Regions from separate parts of the Mus musculus genome. Here region 1 is linked to region 2. Evidence: chromatin contacts called from public Hi-C data. All regions are on one chromosome and are shown on one strand. Each heading gives the region's core, a stretch centred on a gene start, on an enhancer-like site or on the middle of the called end of the contact. The rest is flanking DNA. Distances are from core to core; before and after follow the strand shown.

What was found. A called contact is a pair of places that touch in the nucleus more often than the background predicts.
Region 1: a contact with region 2 is called in a Hi-C map of B cells, with 5 read pairs. The contact joins the promoter of Sap30l here to the promoter of Hspa4 in region 2.

What each region holds. Positions count from the first base shown.
Region 1 is chr11:57,797,929-57,803,568 of GRCm38.p6, forward strand. Sap30l (SAP30-like) reads left to right here and starts at 3,709. Exons shown (of 4, transcript NM_001081168.1): 1 at 3,709-4,361. The coding sequence starts at 4,164. 2010001A14Rik (RIKEN cDNA 2010001A14 gene) reads right to left here and starts at 3,539. Exons shown (of 4, transcript NR_131042.1): 1 at 3,306-3,539.
Region 2 is chr11:53,297,833-53,303,308 of GRCm38.p6, forward strand. Hspa4 (heat shock protein 4) reads right to left here and starts at 2,647. Exons shown (of 19, transcript NM_008300.3): 1 at 2,228-2,647. The coding sequence starts at 2,334.

The DNA.
Region 1 (5,640 bases), core at 2,459-4,958, 4.5 Mb after region 2:
GAATGGCTGCTGTCCTGAGGACTGCTCCGGAGCCCCTAAAAGGAGCTCCTTACTCCTACAGCCACGGAAGGCTGCCAGGGAAGCAGACGGGTGCTGCAATGACCTGGCAGAATGCAAGACTTCTGAAAAGCATCTCAGCATAAAAAAAGAAGAGCCAGGCGGTGGTGGTGCACGCCTTTAATCCCAGCACTTGGGAGGCAGAGGCAGGTGGATTTCTGAGTTCGAGGCCAGCCTGGTCTACAGGACAGCCAGGGCTACGCAGAGAATCCTTGTCTCGAAAACCCAAAAAAAAAAAAAAAAAAAAAAAAAGGAGGAGGAGGAGAAGGAGAAGAAAAAGAAAAAAAAAAAAACACTTTAATCCCAGCACTTGGGGGGCAGAAGTAGGTTGATCTCTGTGAATTCAAGGCCAGCCTGGTCTACAGAGTGAGTTCCAGGACAGCCAGGGCTACACGGAGAAACCCTGTCTTGAAAAGCAAAACAAAACAAAAAACATGCAAAGAAAAGCAGAGTTTACATCCATACCACCCATACCATGGGACCTCTGAACCAGCGCACACTGCCTTGTGTATACTCCCAACTTCATTCTCCACTCTCAACTTTTTACCTACATGGTATCCGTATCAGGCCAGCGGCATGCTTGCTTCTGTAGCTGCCTGTGCCAGTTAGTTCTTGTTTTGTTCTGAAGATTTATTTATTTTATGGATATGAGTATCCTACACCTACATGCCAGAAGAGGCTGTCAGATCACACATTATAGATGGTTATGGGCCAGCATGTGGTGGCTGGGGATTGAACTCAGGACCTCTGGAAGAGCAGATAGTGCTCTTAACCACTGAGCCATCTCTCCAGAACTTGCTCTGGAATATGCACTCTGAAGCAAGATTCCTAGTAAATTGTGTTTTTTTCCATTAATATTTTATTATTTTTGTTACTGTAAAAGCAAAAAAAAAAAAAAAAAAAAGCTTATTAGGTATATTGCAAAAGTAGAACAAAGTATAAAAATGTCAACCACATTTCTGCTACCCCAAATTATCACTCTTTGTAATATGGAGTATTATTTCTCATGTGGTTTTGATTTTCAAAAAAAAAAAATGATGACATTTCTTTTTTTCTGTGGGGAGGTAGTGTATTCCTAACACAGGGAGGCTGAGGTCAGAAGATAATCTGCATTGCTAATTCTCTCCTTCTGCCATGCGGGTGCTGGGGATAGAACTGAGGTCAGCAGGCTTATTGGAAAGGGCTTTAACCCACTGAATCATCTCAGTCCTCCCTTCCTCCCCCAAAGCTTGGTTAATGTTGCTGTTTGGGTTTGGTTTGGTTTGGTTTGGTTTGGTTTGGTTTGGTTTGGTTTGGTTTGGTTTGGTTTGGAGATGGGGCTCTAGCATACTCCCAGGGAGGCCAAATTTCCTGGAGCTCGAATTTCTGGCAGTGGAGAGCCTATGTAGGGGTTTAATGGAAATGAACTGGGATCTTCTGGAAGAGCAGTTATCTCCCCAGCTCTCACCCTGCATGTATTATTTATTTTAAAATAAATACACACACATCACATTCCACAAGTCCATATGCAATTCTATATCCTCGTTTTGTTTTGTTTGAAACAAGGTCTCACATAGCCCAGGCTAGCCTCAAGTTCAATAAGAACTCCAGATCCCGCTACACACTTCCCAAGCAGTGGCATAGCAGGTGTGGACCACCGTGGAGCGCTCATTACTCAGCATTGACAAGGCGTTGTCAAGCGCTCGGAGATCTTTGCTACAGAGTTGCTGGTGAGTTTTAACACTTTCTGAAGATGTTTAATTTTGCTTCACCTCTTCTCGTTTGTAACTTTTAGAGTATTTTTTATAAGCAATTTCGTAATGGACACATTTTGTTTTGTTTTGTTATTTTGAGACAAGGTCTCACAAAACCAAGACTGACTTGCGAGCTATGTAGTCAAGAATGATCTTGAGGGGCTGGAGAGATGGTTCAGCGGTTAGGAGCACTGACTGTTATTCCAGAGTTCAATTCCTAGCAACCACATGGTGGCTCACAACCATCTGTAGTGGGATCTGATGCCCTTTTCTGGTGAGTACAAAGACAGCTACAGTGTATTCATATCCATAAAATAAATAAATAATTCTTTTAAGAAAAGAGAGAGAATGCCCTTGAACTTCAGATCTTCCTGCTGAAAGGTGGGACTACAGGCCAGTGCCGCCACATCCTGTTTAAGTAGTAATGTGGAACAAATCCAGAGCCTCGAGTGTGCTGATCCACTCTGCCACCAAATTACAGCCTCAGCCCCCACAGTGGCCTTAAATTTTTATCTGGTAGGTGTATTTTCTAACATACTGTCTCCTGTGTGAAATTAATAAAAGTAAACTGTACAAACGCACTTTTAGACCTCTGGAGAGAATTTAAGAGCTTTCCGGACACCCATCCCATAACCATACCTCTCCCCCACAACACTACTGACTGTAGGACCCGACCCTCAGAAAATTCCCTGTGTCCTTGCATCAAGGACGAGGTGACACCCTGGTCTTGGCAGGGTGCGGTGGCCTCCTCCCGGGTTGGTCTGAGTTAGCTTGAAGCAATAAAACTACAAATCAGTCTCTAACAAGTCTGAAGGTGAGTCCTCCGTTGGTGGCCTAAGGGCTTTTCACCTTTGCCTCAGCCCACAAAGTCCACCCTGAAGATCAACCCAGGCCAGGGTTGCTCTGACGCTGGGCTCTCCTCCTTAAGTCCCTTCTTCCTTGGTGCCCGCTGTACTCAAAGATTTCTAGTTCACCTGTCCGACCTCTCCTGTCTCTCAGTGCCTCTTTACGCGCATATGCACTTCCTCGTTAGCTTCATGTCCCACACCATGCACCCTGTCTCCCGCTGCCGCGTAGATCCTCCAGCCCAGGCTTTTCCGTTTTGCCCAGTCTGTTCTCCTGGCAGCACTTTCTCCCTAAGGTCTCCTTCCCATACCCTTCCCTTGTCCCTCAGTTTTCCTCCGCACGTCGATGCTTCAGTCCACTGCGAACGTGATCTCTGCTGCAAGTCTGTCCCTGCTTCCCGCAGACCCCACTCAACATAGGAGACCTTGCGGCCTGTCAGATCCGGCTTAGCATTTCGTTCCATAACCGGCTTGCTCACAACCCCACTATGGAGCCGGACCTCTGCTCAGGATCCCGCGCTGGGATTGGGAACCTGCTCAACATCCCATCCCGGAATGGAGACCCTGCGACCCTCCATATCCCGCTCAGCACCACTCCCTGAGGTGGAGGCCCCGCGTCCCTCCTGACCTAACACAGCATCTCGCCCCAGAGCCAGAGGACCTCGCTCACCATTCCTGGCCCGGACCAGGACATCTTGCATTCTTCCAGACCCCGTTCAGCATCCCTCGCGGAGCGAGGTCCCTATTTACCATCCTAACGGCCTAGAACATCCTGCATCCCTCCAGACCCATCTCAGCATCCCACTCCACAACCAGGACTAAACCTGCGGCCCGCTGTCCTCTCTAGCCCGGGTAACTCTTCCCTCTTGCACTTTCTCTACTTTGAACCCATCCCAGCAGAGTCCAGGAAGTAGCCTGGCACCGGAGACCGGCAGCGATGGCGCCCAATGGGAACTGCCAGCGGCGACGTGGGCCCCGCCTACATAAAGAATACGACCATTGAGCGCACAGAGGCGGGACTTCCGCTGTGCCGCGGCGGGCGGGGGAGCGCACTGTTGTGGTGCGGCGCGTCGGGCGGGCGGCGGCCGGGGCGGCCCAGGGGCTGCCGCGGGGACTCGGGGCGCCGCCGAGCGGCCAGGCGCTGGGGCGGCCCGAGCACACCGCGGGGCCCGGACACGGCAGGTTCGAGGCCGGGCCCCCGCGCGGGGAGCCACGGGGTGGAGACTTTGCCGCGCGGCGCGGAGCAGGCGGGAGCCGGCGGGGGCCTCGGGAGCCCCAGGGCGGCCGGGCCCGGATCCCGGGGGAAGCCTCGTGAGCCCCGGCCGGAGCCTCGGCGTGTGCATCCCCGCCGGGGCCCGGGCTGCAGGAGCACAGAGCAGCCGGGCCTCGCGGAGCTCGGAGCGCGCCTGACCCAGGGCGCACCGTGGGACCCGGGCGCGGGGCTGGCGAAGAGCTGCCCCGCGGGGCTAGCAGCCGCGGAGTGGCCTACAGGGGTCCTCCCCCGGAGGGGCCGGGCCGGGGCGGGGAGATGAACGGCTTCAGCACAGAGGAGGACAGCCGCGAAGGGCCCCCTGCCGCCCCCGCCGCCGCCCCGGGCTACGGCCAGAGCTGCTGCCTCATCGCGGACGGCGAGCGCTGCGTCCGGCCCGCGGGCAACGCCTCCTTCAGCAAGAGGGTGCAGAAAAGCATCTCGCAGAAGAAACTCAAGCTGGACATAGACAAGAGCGTGAGTCTCGGGGCATAGCGCAGGGCCGCGGGAAGGGACCCCGGGGACGCTCCGCGCGGTGGGCCTCGCCGCGCAGTCTGTGCAAAACAGGGGACTCAGGTTCTTGGAGGCCGCTCGGTGCTCCGCGACGCTGCCCGCGTCCCCGAGGGTGGGCTGGGAAACCAGGGAGGGCTTGGCACACTCTCCCTGCCTGGGAAAGCGACAGCAGTTTCCAGCTGTCACTGTTGCGCCGAATAGCAGAGCAGAGAGAGGTGGGTTACTTTTGCAAGAATTGGGCAAAAGAGGTGACAAGGGAACCGGGAGGATCTTCTCCAACTTCGTCCTCCCTCCAGGGACCTTGTCGCTCTTTCAGACACTAGCAAGGTGGCCGCGACTTTCCTGTCTGCCGCGGCCTCCGGTCTCTGCAGCGCAACACAGAGCCCGCTTCGCTGGCAGCGAATGAGTTTTTCTGAGATGTGGCAGAAATAAGGCCAAGGCCGGGTCTTAAATGATTTGCTGTGGATGTGATTGAAGGGGGCGGGGAATCAGCTTTCTTGCGGGGATTAGCATCTTTGGTAATGCCGTTGGAGGTGGAGAGGTGCAAATTTAAAATGGAATGAGATTGCCCTATGCCTTGTGGCTAATTATAAGAAACTTCCTGAGTGATTTCACCTACTCTGGTCCTCAAGATGTGCCTACTGCCAACCGGTTAAGAACTTTTCAGTTTGACATCTGTTGCTGCAAGCCCTGAGTGGCAGCTTCCAGGTTAGGAATTGAGACTGAGTTAAGGAACTTCTCATATTCAGGAGTTTGAATGATTACTGTTCAACGGTTTGGGGAAATCAGACATTGCTTGGTAGCGGGAAAGGGAGCCGATCTTTACACTTCTGATGTGGCAGAAACTGAGGCTGGGGGCGGGGGGGTAGGAAGCAATGGCGCCAAGAGCACACTGCACTTAAAAGCTGGCTAATTTCCTAAGCCCACTTATTGCCTGGCTTGCTTCCAAACCTTACACCCAGTTTTCATTCGTCTATAATAAATAAGATCATCATCCTTTCTTCTAGACTCTTCTCTTGCACACTCAGTTTTATTTAGTCAACCAGTAGAATCCAGCTCATTTGAAATCGTGCTGGGTTTTGTTTTTTGTTTTTTTATGATTGGGACCTTCCTTTTTACAAATGTCTTGTCAGTAAATAAATGAGTGAGTGAATGAATGAATGAATGAGATTACTCTGAAGCAAAGCTGGCTAAACCCTCAGGTGTCCCCTGCTAATCACACATGGGAGTGAAAGTGATCCCG
Region 2 (5,476 bases), core at 1,397-3,896:
ACTCAGGAGGCTGCAGTTCTGTAGTTCCCTCAAAAGCTAGCCTAAGAGTCAGGCCTTGTCATATAAAAAAAAAAATACAGTCGGGTGTGGTGGTGCACACCTTTACTCCCAGCAGTGTCTTGCACTGAGTTCTAGAGCAGCCACAGCTATGTAGCCTGTCTTTAAAAAAAAATAAAATACATAGGAAAACTAAGGCAAAGGAAGTATGCATGCAGTGTGCACAATCACAGGATTAATGACCTATTCAGTCCTTATGCAAATTTAACTGCCAGCAGAAAACAACTCCTAAAGTTTCAAATAATGAAACTCATGGCAAACTGCCACAGCTGCCATCTAAGAGAGGAGCAGGTTCAGGCAATCTAAAGGAAGGCTAGGTAGGAGCAGTGTTTCCCAAGCCTCAGGCTTCTGCAGGTCAAGGCTCTGCCCAAAGAGCCAAATCTTCAGCTCAGACTGTTGAAATTTCTTGGAAAGATGATCTTCCCAAAAGTGAGGAACCAGCAGCATCATTACCAAATACGAAATTAGTGCTAAAATGACTAGAAGCAAAAATGTTTAACTTTTCAAATGCCAGTACAAGATACCTCTGTACAAATACTACTCATACTGCCAGGTGTGGTGGCCCACGCCTTTAGTCCCAGCACTCGGGAGGCAGAGGCAGGCGAATTTCTGAGTTCGAGGCCAGCCTGGTCTACAGAGTTAGTTCCAGGACAGCCAGGGCTACACAGAGAAACCCTGTCTCAAAAAAAAGAAACAAACAAACAAAGACTACTCATAATACCTAGCTTAAAAAGGACAAATGGGAAGAGAGCTTGGTACTGGGGTGGGAAGGGACGTTGAAAACTGACTCTGATAATGGTACCAGAGCTCTGTGGCACCAAACTCGAGAATTGGGTGCCAGGCAATAGCTTACTTGGTAGAGTGCTTGTTTTGTATGCATGAAGCCCTGGCTTCAAGCCCCCACTGTACAGCAAACTGGGTGTTGTGCCTGCACACCTGTACACTTGGGAGATGAAGGGAGGAGGATTAAGAGTCATTCCCAGACACAAAGTTATTTCAAAACAGTCTGGGAGACAGGAAACTGGCCTCAGAAGGTTGGTTAAAAACAAGATAAAAACAATGATCTGGGACTGTGAACCCAAAAACAACAGAGCTTCTTCCAAAGTTTACCTAAAGGAATTCAGTAGATTAACATCTTTTTTAAGACAAAGCTTTCTTTTCTGCGTAGCCCTGCCTATCCTGAAATGGTCTCTATGAACCAGGCTGGCCTCGAACTCACTGCAGCCTGCCTCTGCCTCCCTGCGAGAGCTGGGATTAAAGGCCTGTGCCACCAGCGCCAGATAAATAAAATTTTAACGCACCTGTAATACCAGATTCTAGCAGACAGAAGCAGAATGAAAATTTTAGGTCATCCTGGGCTAAATGTGGGGGAAAAAATCCTACATATATCTAAAAAGTAGACTCCCTTTTACTCCAGCAAGCTCTGAGTGAGTCTTTTTTTTTTTTTTTTTTTTTTTTGCAGATTTGTCTATACTGGTCCCATAACTTCATGTAAGTTCTAGAAGTCAAACAGAGCCCTTGAGTCATGCATTAACAATTGTGGCAACCTTCCGGCTGGAATTCATTAGCATGAAAAACTAACGCTGTTAAGGAATAGGTGAGCAGCCTGGGTAAGGAATGACCCAACCTAACTCAATATCCAAAAACGAATGAAGGGAGTTAAAACGCTATCAAGAAAAGCATGGACTTTATTCAGGGCCTGCCGTGGGTACTCAGACTCCACATCTTCCGGGCGCCACCCCGCCCCCACTCACGTGGGACTCAGAGCGCTTCCCAGTCCCGAGGCCACAATCTTGCAAGTTAACTTTTATTAAATGCTCGCCGTGGGCCGAGTTTGAACCTCTATTGGATTCGACGAGCTCAGCAAGCCCTGGACCTCGTTTCAGACCGAACCACCCAAACCCTCCCCCCCCCCAAAAAAGGAGGTGAGAGCGGTCGGTCCATCCCACGGTCTCAGGCCCGCCTTCTCTTTCAGTTCCTGCTCCTGCCCTCCGCCGATCAGAGTACCGGCTCAAAGCCTTCGTTTGGCCCGCGCGAAAGGGCCTCGTGCCTGGCGCAGGCCCAGGATCCGAAGCAGGTGGCAGCCGCGGGCGACCCGGCACTCGGCGGGGGTCTCCTGCGGACCCTCGCCCGGAAAGCGAGGCGACCCCGCCAGCCAAGCCCCACTTACGGCGTGCAGCGGTCGCTATACTCGTTAGCGATCGTCTCGATGCCGCCGGCGCGGGCCACAGCGACATAGCAGCTCTGAAAGCCCAGGTCTATGCCCACCACCGACATGGCGCCGGCTACTGCTCCGGCTCGGGCCCAGGGCCGGCCGCCGACACTGCACACGGAACCCGGCGGGGTTGGCGCGTGGAAGAGGGCGAGCCGCGTGGGCCGGTGGAGCGCCGCGGCTGGGCGGGCGAAGCCGGACGACCGTCCGCTAGGAGGCTTGGGGCTTGGAGAAAGACGGGGGCCTCTACCGCTCGGGCCGCGGCTCCGGCTCCACGGCCGCAGAGGAGGCGCCGGTCGCGGAGGCGGAGAAGATCTCGAAGGCTCTCGTTGCAACAGGAGCAAGGTTGCAGCGCGAGAACTGCGCTGAAACGAAACGTTCTCGCGAGACCCCGGCTCAGACGCTTTTCCTCCCAAGGCTCCTCCCGTCTGACGAAGTCTGGCGTCACGTCCTGGCACAGGAACCGTGAAAGGAAGTGGGGGGACGGAAGCGGTCCGACGCGAAGTGGGCCACTGAGCCTGCGCGGAGAAGCCCCCCACAATCCTCCCTGAGCTGCAGGGCGCCTCCCATCCAGAAGTCAGGCGAGCGGGAGTGAGACAGTTCTTCGGGGAGCTGCATTGAACCCACTTCCGCCGTGCTCGTCACCGCGGAGGGACTTCCGGCAGTGACTTTGCAGGCTCTCTGCAGGGTTTTTTTTTTTTTTTTTAAGGCCCCACAGTGAACTCGAGTTAATCCTGCTAAGGGCGCTAAGGGTTTCAGCTCGGCTCTACGTAAAACTCAGTATTAAAACCAAGCGCTAACTAAAAGAATCCGAAGCCACGCTTCCACCTACTTTTAACCACTCACTTCCCGTGATCAGACGAGGGACCTTTCAGTCCTAGGTGTTTTCCCTGAGCTGGACACAAGGGTCCAAATCACATGCTCCGTGGAGTGGGAGGTCTAAGACCAGTGTCACGTTTATGTGAATGCTAACACATTATTATATAGAGTAGGTGGGGAGGGGACAGAATGTCCTGCAGGACAGTCCTCAAGGATGACCTTGAAATTCGGAAGCTCTTTTCTCCTTAGTGCTGGGACCCACTTACAGCCATGCCCCCACCCTGCGTTAAACTAAAGAATCTGAAACTATAGTGACCACTACGTTAGCCAGTTGCGGAAAGCTGGAGGGGAACCAGCTTCAACGCGTTTCTGATTATTACCAACCCAGAGTGCAGGAGGAAGATCCTAAGTTTCCCGGTTTCTGGCTGTTTTGTGGCTGAGGATATAGAGTACAGTGCTAGAACACTTGCAGGCTCAGGGCCTTGGACTGGATCCCCAACACCACAAAACTGAAAGGATTTTTAAATTTCACTTATTTGTCACCTCTTGTTCATAGGTGCCTAACGGTGTCCAACACAGTAAACCGTGCGGGAGAGATGGCTCCACAGTTAATACGTGCTGTGAAACCATACAGACTGGGGTTTGAATCCCAATCTCGATCTGTCATCGAGAACCTAGCAGGACAAAGACAAGAGGTTAACTGGAGGGGCTCCCTGACTAGCAGCCTAGTCCAAAAACTAGAGCTCCAGTTTCAGAGAGAGACCCTGCCTCCAAAAACTACATCAGAGAGCAACAGGGGATATCTGTTCTCCCTCAAGCCTCTGTGCAGCACATGGCCGCCCTCACAGAACATGGCCGCCCTCACAGCACTTCTACACGTGGATGCACGCGCGCACACACACTCTGGATTATCACCATCAGGAGAGAGCAAAGAGTTTCTAGTCAAAGGTAATAAGTGAGGGTTAATAGCCTAAAGCCCCCAGCACCTGAGAAACTCCCTTCGGGTACTTAGGAGTAGAAAAGCTCCAGACCAGGGATCAACATGTCAGACTCCTGGCATAGATGCCAACATAGTAAGGACTCCACCAAAATGTATGTGCATGGGAAAGCACAAAGTAGGTCGGCAGAAATATCTTCCCACCCAAAAGTTTCCTCTGCTGCCCTATAAAATCCCAAGCCCAGAGCCCTGACACAGTCTCCACATCCAAGGAGGAAACATCTATCCTTCAGCTGTTCTGATTTAGACGTGGTAATGATCCTGTGAGAGGTTGGTCTTCCCTTTTACTTCCACATCACCTTGATCAATCCTGATCTAACAATGAGAGTTATAGGCATAAAATAGTGGCAACTCGGAAGACGTTCCACAAAAGAAAAAGGCCGTGATAGAGGGGAAAACTAGCAATACATTACTTAGTATTTAGTAAGGTTTGAACAGGAAAGGGTTTTGGGGGTTTTTTGTTTTGTTTTGTTTTGTTTTACTTATATGAGCACACTGTAGCTGTTTTCAGGCATACCAAAAGAGAGCATAAGATCCTATCACAGATTGTTGTGAGCCATCATGTGGTTGTTGGGAATTGAACTCAAGACCTTTGGAGGAGTAGCCAGTGCTCTTAACCGCTGAACCATCTCTCCAGCTCCTTGTTTGTTTGTTTTTTTTTTAAAGATGTATTTATTTTATGTCTATGAGTACACCATTGTTCTCTTCATACACACCAGAAGAGGGCATCCGATCCCATTATAGATAGTTGTGAGCCACCATGTGGTTGCTGGGAATTGAACTCAGGACCTCTGAAAGAGCAGTCAGTGCTCTTAACTGCTGAGCTTGCATTTATCAATTTATCTATGTGCCATGGTATAAATGTAGAGATCAGAGGACAACTGTGGGTTCCAGGAATTGAACTCAGACATGAAGCCTGGTGGTACCTACAGAGTCTTCTGGCCAGCCCTTACATTGGATGGCCTACAGTAAGTTTTGTATTCCTAGAGGACAGATCCAGTAAGAGTAATCACCCAAAAAGTTAATATCCAAGCAAACAAAGCACTTACCATTTCTTTGAAAGAAGAGTCTCTCCGAATTTATTGCTGCCTCTGGAGGCATTTCATTCATTAGTAGCCAAAATGGTACCATCTTTAAATTTGCCAATTACCAGAAGATCCTCACATTTGAACTAAAGACAATAACCAGATGCTACTGGAAAGGGTAATAGGGTCTTATAAATGAATACATAACAAACCTTTAGAAAAAGAGAGTAAGCTAGGGAGAGTGGCCCACTCCTGATATACCAGCAGTTACAAGGCTGCGGCAGTAGGAGCAGGGGAAGATCAAGACTAACCTCAGGAGCTGGCAAAATGGCTCAGTGGTTAAGAGCGCCGACTGCTCTCCCGAAG